Regions from separate parts of the Mus musculus genome. Here region 1 is linked to region 2. Evidence: chromatin contacts called from public HiChIP or PLAC-seq data. All regions are on one chromosome and are shown on one strand. The core of a region is the stretch at or near the end of the contact, and the rest is flanking DNA. Distances in the headings are between cores, read along the strand shown. Region 1 holds the start of Trip4 (thyroid hormone receptor interactor 4). Region 2 has its middle 19 kb from the start of Pif1.

Evidence for each region. HiChIP or PLAC-seq counts read pairs in DNA pulled down with a chosen protein or histone mark.
Region 1: an H3K27ac HiChIP or PLAC-seq map of embryonic stem cells shows a contact between it and region 2, with 6 times the contacts expected there. The contact joins the promoter of Trip4 here to the enhancer-like site in region 2. A contact is called at or near these places in 2 of 39 promoter capture datasets (second pharyngeal arch cranial neural crest and stem cell-derived epiblast-like cells), 1 of 15 datasets of contacts at CTCF or cohesin (embryonic stem cells), 6 of 484 Hi-C or Micro-C datasets (all in embryonic stem cells), 20 of 115 datasets of contacts at active chromatin or transcription factors (the 230-238 cell line, the SCID.adh cell line, bone marrow-derived macrophages and 12 more) and 2 of 9 other capture datasets (adipose tissue and embryonic stem cells).

The regions. Positions count from the first base shown.
Region 1 is chr9:65,907,504-65,911,689 of GRCm38.p6, reverse strand. It overlaps Trip4 (thyroid hormone receptor interactor 4), which reads left to right and starts at 2,896. Exons shown (of 14, transcript NM_001357872.1): 1 at 2,896-3,251. It overlaps Csnk1g1 (casein kinase 1, gamma 1), which reads right to left and starts at 2,680. Exons shown (of 14, transcript NM_173185.2): 1 at 2,522-2,680.
Region 2 is chr9:65,604,532-65,608,646 of GRCm38.p6, reverse strand. No RefSeq gene overlaps it. Among named protein-coding and RNA genes, the nearest start is that of Pif1, 19 kb to the right of the region's middle. Within about 2 kb of position 1,671, at least 45 of the 459 cell types and tissues checked have an H3K27ac peak or open chromatin away from gene starts, as enhancers often do. A contact at or near this core is called in embryonic stem cells, epiblast stem cells and stem cell-derived epiblast-like cells, where this site is marked.

The DNA of each region.
Region 1 (4,186 bases), core at 1,647-4,146, 300 kb before region 2:
TGAGTTCCAAGTAAATCTGCTATACAAAACAATTTCTGAACCAGCCAAGGTTACACAGTGAAACCCTTTTCCAAAAAGAAAAGAAAAGACCAACATAATAGGCTACAGAGGAAAAACCAATCCATCAATAAATGGGGTTTGGAAGCACATGCCTTTAATCCCAGCACTTGAGAGTCAAAAACAGGTGGATCTCAGTGAGTTCAAGGCCATCTTGATCTACCAAGGGTCCAGGACAGCCAGGACTACACAGAGAAACCCTGTCTCAAACAAACAAACAGGCTACAAAGAACTACAATTTTAAATCCACAAGGCAAGTAAGCATATGTCAATATTTCATTTTCTAAAATCATTTCTACATTCTGATTACTAATGATTTAGAAGGAGGAATTTATTGTATTTTCATTTATTCATTTTATAGTTTATATAAGAATTTTCTAGAAGTCAAGTGAATTATCAAACAGCTGTAACCCCAACACTCCAGGGGAAAGAGTATCTCACGATCAAGGCCAGCCTGAGTTTACATGATAAGTCAGTCTCAAAATAACAAAACAAAACTAAGTTTTGCTAATCTTATAATCTAAGATGGGTCATGCAAGTGATGTTGACCTTACAATTACTATTTTATGCCCCAAGTTTAACTTCCATTAAGAAGACACGTGATTTAAGATTTAAGTAAGTTACTTATGTTTTTTATTTCAATCCATGCTATATCTAACAGCATAAAGATTATCTGAGAAGAACCTATAAAATGTACTTTGGTCATTTCAAAAAAATAAACATATTGTACTTAATATGGGCTTTAGGAAACTATTGATAATTGCATTTTATGCTACATATGATCAATTTCTAGGATCTAAAGTTGTATCTCAATAGTGAAAACTGTGTGAGACCGTTCTGAACTGAATGCTCAGAACTACAAAATAAAGAATAATAAAGCCGGGCAGTGGTGGTGCATGCCTTTAATCCCAGCACTGGGGAGGCAGAGGCAGGCGGAGCTCTGTGAGTACAATACAACCTGGTCTACAGAGTGACTTCCAGGCCAGCCAGAGCGTGAGTGTGTGTGTGTGTGTGTGTGTGTGTGTGAGACAAAAACAAAAACAAAACAACAACAACAACAACAACAACAACAAAAAACCCAAACCTCGAATTCCTGCCGTATACTATTTGAATATTATCAGTTTCTTTTTCAAAAATCCCCTTCCACTAAGTTGGGCTCCCTTAACTATGTTGACTAATGACAACCTTGAAATTCAAAGGTGCTTGTTTTAAATGGAGTTATATAAGTAATCACCTCTCTTTTGACACTGACTAGAATTTAATTCCTCCTTGTGAAGAGGCTGAAACTGTTAGTCTGTGACTTGACCAAAGTCAACAACTAGTTAAGAGGCAAAGGCGGGTTCATTCCCAGAATTATCTTTCTCAAAGCCAATACTTCCACTTGAACATAATTATCTCCTTAAAAGATTAAGAGAGAGTTCAATCATTGGAAAGGGACTCTTGTCCCTTGTCTCTCTAAATGTTCACTAGTTCTTCTAAGACATATACTATACTTCCTACAATTCAGTCACTTAAACAAAATGAAGATAGCATTTCTAATTCGTTTAAACCACAAAAGGATTACTGGCAGGTGAGAAAGAGGTTGAAAAAGGCTTGCCTAAACATGTCTCATCTAGACCTCTAAATATGGATTTCCTAGTGGTTTTTTTAAAGCATGCTCATTTACAAGGCTACGTTTGAATATAGTCAGATGCCTTCCAGTATTGCATTTTCTAAGAAAATTCATACCAGACTCATATCGGTCTGGGAGACTGCTAGAATATGCCATTCTGGCACTTTGCAAATATCCGAAAAATCATCCGGGGGCAACAAACCCAGTTTCACACTCTTGTTTTACGACGTGATGCGTACCCACTTAGGGGACAACGCTCCTATAGGGCGCCCTGCCGAGAGAGCAATAAAGGAAGAAGCGGGGGAAGCGCACGGAAGTTGGGTGGAGGGAGGTCTCATTACCCACTCTTCTGCCCTACCTCTGCCAAGGGCGGCTCCACGGTGCCCAGCCGACACGAAACCCTTACAAGCCCTCGAAGCCCGGCTCTGTCCCAACAGAGAGTCCGGGACGCGGACAATGTGAAGCACAGGATGACCACAGTCACCTCTCCAAGTCTATACCCTTGATTTCGGCCCTGGATGATGCTCCCCCTTCTTTTCGGAGCTGGCACTCCAGGTGGGAAACTCCCGGTCTGCATTGGCCGAAGTCCCTGCTTCAGAAAGGGCGCCTCCTGCGACCGGGTCTAACCCGCAACCCGCAACTCTTTGCACGCAGGGACCCTGGTCCCTCTGTCCCGCCCCCGCAACCCTCCACGGACAGGCCCGCGCCCCACCCGGGATTCCCGAGTCCACTGCCCCGCCCCAGCGAAGGGCTCCTAAAGCCCCCACCCCACCCCCCCCACACACACACGTACACACACACACACATCTCAGACTCCAGTCTCCCAGACCCAGTCGAAGCCAGAGTACCTACCTAAATCAGCGGTGCTCCAGTGTTCCAAGGGGGCGGGCGCGGTCCCCTCCCCGAGGCGCCTACTGCTTCTCTCAACCACCCCTTAAGCCGCAGCTTTGCTTTCCCAGGAGCGGGAGGGAGCGGAGGGAGCGGAGGAGGCGGAGGGGAGGGGGAAGACCAGTTGAGGGGCGGCCGAGCCAAGCCGGAAGTACTAATGCAGGTCCCACCCACCTCCTGGAGCCGCAGAGCATCCTCGTTCTTCTGATAGGACAAACCCCTGTCGTCGCTGTGAAATTCAGACCACCACTTCCGGGTCGTTAATGCTGCGGCCCCTCCTTAGCAACAGCGTGGGGTTGCTAAGCGGAAGTGCCTTTAAATACCCCCCTTCCCCCCCCATTTCTTCGGGGACTGTTGGTAAGTGGGTTGGGAGCTTCGTTTTCTCATTTGGAAATGTTTTTAGGCCTTTAGTTTACAATGTTAGGCCAGGTAAACCCTTCGCTGCAGCAGGTAGTAGGCCCAACGTAGCTGCTTCCATCAGTTGGTCTCTGACACCAGCTCCAAACTACACACACCTCCTGGAATCCTGGGCCATCTCGGCAGCTCCTCCCAAAGCTCCTCTCCAGGCCCCTTGCGGGAGCTTCTTTCTCACTGTCTAGCAAGCATCTCCCTCTGGTGGATTTCCTGTCGTTTCAACCAGACTTTTGCATGCATTTCGTTCTGAACCGGCTCCAGAAGTCGAACAGTGAAGTGGGTAAGAAAGTTTTGTCTTACCTTGTCTTTTCTTTTTTCTTTTTTTTTTTTTTTTTAAGGATTTAACGTTTTTATGTGTGACCTGGAAATAACCTAGCTATATTTGAGTCTATGAAAATTGACCAGAGTAATATTATTATTGTTATTCCATAAAACGGGGGAGTTGGGGGAGACAAAGAATGCCGGTAATCTCGCTTGAGTAGGAAGACAACTAAGCCTCCCATCAGAATAAACCAACATACCTATACGGTGACTAAGAAAGGTGTCCATAAAAACCCTCATTTAGGCTGGGGATTTAGGTCTGTGATACAAAACTTGCCTGGCATGCCCAAGGTCTTTAGTTCGATTCCCAGGCATCGAAGAAAGGAAGGGAGGCAAGGAGACTCATTTACTGGACATGACAAGCAGACCTGTAATGCTTAGACTCCAGAGGAAAAGCGAGGATAGTAACTCCAAGGCCTAGACTACATGGTCAGTCCCAGTTTTAAAACATTTTACCTAACATACCCGAGGCATAAGTTCACTCTTTGAAAAAACTGGAAAACTATGGTGGAGACCAAAGCCAACAAAATAACCCCCTGTAACGACCCCTATAATTATAGTAATTATATTTTTAGAGAAACCTGGGGTGGGGGATAAAACCATCACTTGACTGTATTATTTTTTGAGTCTGAATCTCACTTTGAAGCCCTGGATGACTGATCAGGTAATGTCTATGTAGACCAGGCTGGCCCTGAATTCAGAGACCCACCTTCCTCTTCTCCCAGGTGCTGGGATTTAAAGCGTTCACTACCGGGATGGACCGGCTTTCCTATTTTAACTTTAACTTCTGAATTTTTCTCATCTACATCAGTGGATACACTTGCAACTGTAAGACCCGATTTTATTGGTCACAAAATTATTAGTAGACTGTTGTTTACCTCAGCTAAGACAGAA
Region 2 (4,115 bases), core at 422-2,921:
AGATCCAGAGCTGTGAGTTGACCCACCCAAACATCTACCCCCTCTATGAGCTGCTGGAACACGTGAAGGGGCTGGTCTTGCAGATCCAAAGCTGAGGGAGCGCCATGACACAGGGTAACAACAGGATGTCCAAGAGGAGTGCCAGTGAGGATCCAGTAGCAGAAGCCAGATGCCTCGAACCATTACAATCAACATTTAGAAGATGTTTGGACCAAAGGGCACACTGTGACACACCACAGCTTCCACTATGAGATTTTGAATTTTTTTTTATTTTTATTTTTTTAATTTTCTTTTCAGGAGGGGCTTGCAAGGGCAGAAGGTAGATATGTGGGGACAGGACAAGAAGATGAATAGGATTGGTGTGCCTGATGTGAAATTCACAAAGAGTAAAGTTAAATAAATAAACCTTTATAATCCATCAGTGTGACAGAGGCCCAAAGAGAGAAATAGGTTTGACCAAGGATGTAAAGTGTTTCATAGTAGAGTCAGACTAGAAAGACCTCACCAAAGCACTGGGCAGTGGCGGTGGCGCATGCCTTTAATCCCAGCACTCGGGAGGCAGAGGCAGGCGGATTTCTGAGTTCGAGGCCAGCCTGGTCTACAGAGTGAGTTCCAGGACAACCAGGACTACACAGAGAAACCCTGTCTCGGAACAAATGGGAAAAAAAAAATCCCAGCACTCAGGAGTCAGAGGCAGGTGGATATTTGAATTTGAGGCTAGCCTGGTCTACAGAGGGCATCCTAGAACAGCCAGGGATACACAGAAAAACCCTGTCTCAGAAAAAAAGGAAAAGAAAGAGGAAGGAAGGAAGGACTATCACCCCTCCTCTACATAGGCATTGAGACTTGCTGAATCTCCTTCAGTGGACCCAGGGGATTGAGCCCATTGGGGCTCACACACTGGTGAAGTGCCTAGTCCCTAGAAGGCAACATGAGCTGTAAAAGATCCCTGATGTCACCTTTTGAACACTGGAAAGGGTATCTCAGTCATTCAGGGAAACTAGGGGGTTGGGAATGCAGAGATAGGGGAAGGGGTGCTGCCTGGGGAAAAAAATACCAAGAGCAAAAGGGGAAAGAAGGAATCCAGGAAGCCCAGGGCAGAGATACAGGCAAGAGGAATGGTGATCTGGGGAGGGGGGGTGGGGACACAAGGAGATAGAAAGACAAACACGGAATGTCAGTGGGCTTTAAATGGTGCCTGGCCTGGGATCCGGACTACTGTCATGTACCCCAAGCAAAAGAAACCTGTCAGGGCAGGGAAGAAACATTAATCCCTGTGTTCACTAGCTGTGTTGTCCTTGGCAGGCCTCTTGGACTCTCTGAGCCTTGAGTTACAGAATCAAATAGCAGTTGTCTTTCATAAACTGGGCTGTCAGTGGGATCAGTTAGTGGTCAGTCCTCCTGCAGACTCCCCCACTTTCCCTGCTGGCCACTCTAGTTGTGTCCCTTCACCCAGGGCTAGCTATGTATACATCTGTCCTGCATCCAGAATCCTACCTCTTCCCACCTGGACCCCAGCTAGGGCCACACTGTAGCATTCTGGGAGGGCCTCCCTCCAGGATTTGAGCCAATCCTGAGAACCAAATGAAATGCTGGAAGTGATGGACTCAGATCTTCCCAAGACACCCTATGGAAGAGAGAGATTCACATCTGCACCTCCCCAATCCTGCTCTGCCCCACCCCATCCTCTGAGAGGTTAGTGCTCCACCCCCTTTTCCTAAGCTCTGGCCTTGCCTGCCTGCTTCACAAGGAGCCGAATGTTATTTAAAAGATCAGGAGATTTGCCTTAAATAGGCATGGAGTGTTGTGCCAGGGCCGAGGATGAGGGGTGGGAGGAGGCAGCTCTGGTGGAGGAGAGAGCAGGGCTTCTCCAGGGCCAGAACAGCCTTTTTATACCGAGCACAACCCCACAGTTCCAGCCGATGGCATGATCTTTAAACCCCAGGGGTGGAAAAAGTATAGAGGGCAAAGCAGACAGTGCTATGACTCCCTGACACTGGTTCCTAGAGCTTTGGTCCTGACCTTGGGCTGCCTGCCCCTGTCTGTTCTCCCTGCCCCGGCTTGTAAGTAACTGGATGCTTGCCTCACTCTGAATCTCCCCAGGTGAGCTGGTTCTCTGCTTCCTGAACCCAACACCAGTGAGGAAAAAAGTGAAGGGCCACCTGGGGATGTGGCAGACATCTGCAGGGATGCTGAAAGGCAAAGGGAGGGAGCTGAGGCCAAGGGGCTGAGGAGCGAAAGGTGGGCTGGTCTGTACAGCAGCACATGCGCAGCTAGCCCCTGTTTGAGGAGGGAAGCGTAGGTATATAAGGTAGGAAGTAGCGTCTTTAGGTAATAAGAACCAATCTGGGGGGTTTCCCTCTTGCTAGCCCCAGTTTGACACCCCCCACCCCCACCCGGTGCCTTTCGGGAATTTAATTTGTTTAACTGAGATAAGTTCAAGGCTGGCCTTGAACTTCCAGAGACTTATCTGACTCTACTTCCAAAATGCTGAAGTTAAAGGCGGTGCACTCTAAGGCTGTGTCTCCAGGCCCAGTCTTTCTGATTCTGTTGACTGGCTGATCAACAGATGATCAAAACAGGGTTCAGAGGACTTAAGCTGAACCTCTGAAGTCACAGTTGAAAAAAAAAAAAAAGGGAGAGCCAGTGCTTAAAACACAGGAATCAGCCTTTGTGAACCCTGTAACTGGGGCTTATGTTAGACCCGGTTACCAACCGCAGCCTTGACCAGGTACCTAGCTGTTCATACACCAGGGCGCTTTCTCCATAAAGTAGAAACAGTAGTCCCACCCTCCCCCCAGAAAAAGAACAAGGGGTGGGGGTTAAAGAACCCTAAACATGAGCTCCTGTGCACACACCCAGTGGAGGCTTCTGAATAACAGCAAAACCCCTTCTAGCTCAACACCGACTCCGCCCCCAGCTCCTGAGGTGAGGGTGTGCCCCACTCAGGCTGGAGACTTCGGGACAAAAGGATTTGCAGGCTCCAGGGAAAACTTGATTCTTTGGTGCCCTCTAGTGGTCTACGTGCTTGGAGTAGCCAGTAGGGATGGGTAAGATATACCAGGGTCTTACAAGGCATAGCGTCCTAAATAGCTGACCACCCCACCCAGGCAGGAGATGGGATTATACTCGCATAGTCCATGAAATGTTCAGAGTGTCTTCTTTATTGATTGATTGATTGGTTGGTGTTGTTATTTTATGTTATTTTATTTTTGAGATACGTTTCTCTGTAACTGCCCTGGCTGTCCCTGAAACTTGCTTTGTACAGAGGCTGGTCTAGAACTCACAGAGATCCACCTGGCTCTGCCTCCTGAGTGTTGAGATTAAAGGTGTGTGTCACCAGCATCTGGTCATTTTTTGTTGTTTGGGTTTTTTGGTTTTTGTCTTTTTGGTTTTATTTTTTGAGACTGGGTTTCTCCGTATAGCCCTATCTACCCTAGAACTTAACTCTGTAGACCAGGTTAACCCCAAACTCAGAGATCCATCTGCCTCTGCCTCTGCCTCCCAAGTGCTAGGATTAAAGCCATGCCTGGCTAGAGTGTCCACTTTTTTCTTTAAAGTGGCCACATTTTTTTTTGTTTTTTGTTTTTTTTTAAAGATTTATTTATTTTATGTATATTAGTATACTGTCACTGTCTTCGGACACACCAAAAGATGGCATTGGATCCCCATCACAGATGGTTTTGGGCCACCATATGGTTGTTAAGAATTGAACTCAGGGGGCTGGTGAGATGGCTCAGTGGTTAAGAGCGCCAACTGCTCTTCTGAAGGTCCCAAGTTCAAATCCCAGCAACCACATGGTGGTTCACAACCATCCGTAACAAAATCTGATGCCCTCTTCTGGGGTATCTGAGGATAGCTACAGTGTACTTACATATAAATAAATAAATAAATAAATCTTAAAAAAAAAAAAAAGAATTGAACTCAGGACCTCTGGAAGAGCAGTCAGTGCTCTTAACCACTGAGCCCTCTCTCCAGCCCGAGTGTCCACTTTTTAAAATGGTTGTGCTGAGAGCTGTGGAAATACAAAAGTACCTCAGCCAGGTCTCTTGGGACCAGGAGATCAGCCTCATCCTGAGGCGATTTATTAAACTATTAGCCACCTCAGATGGAGA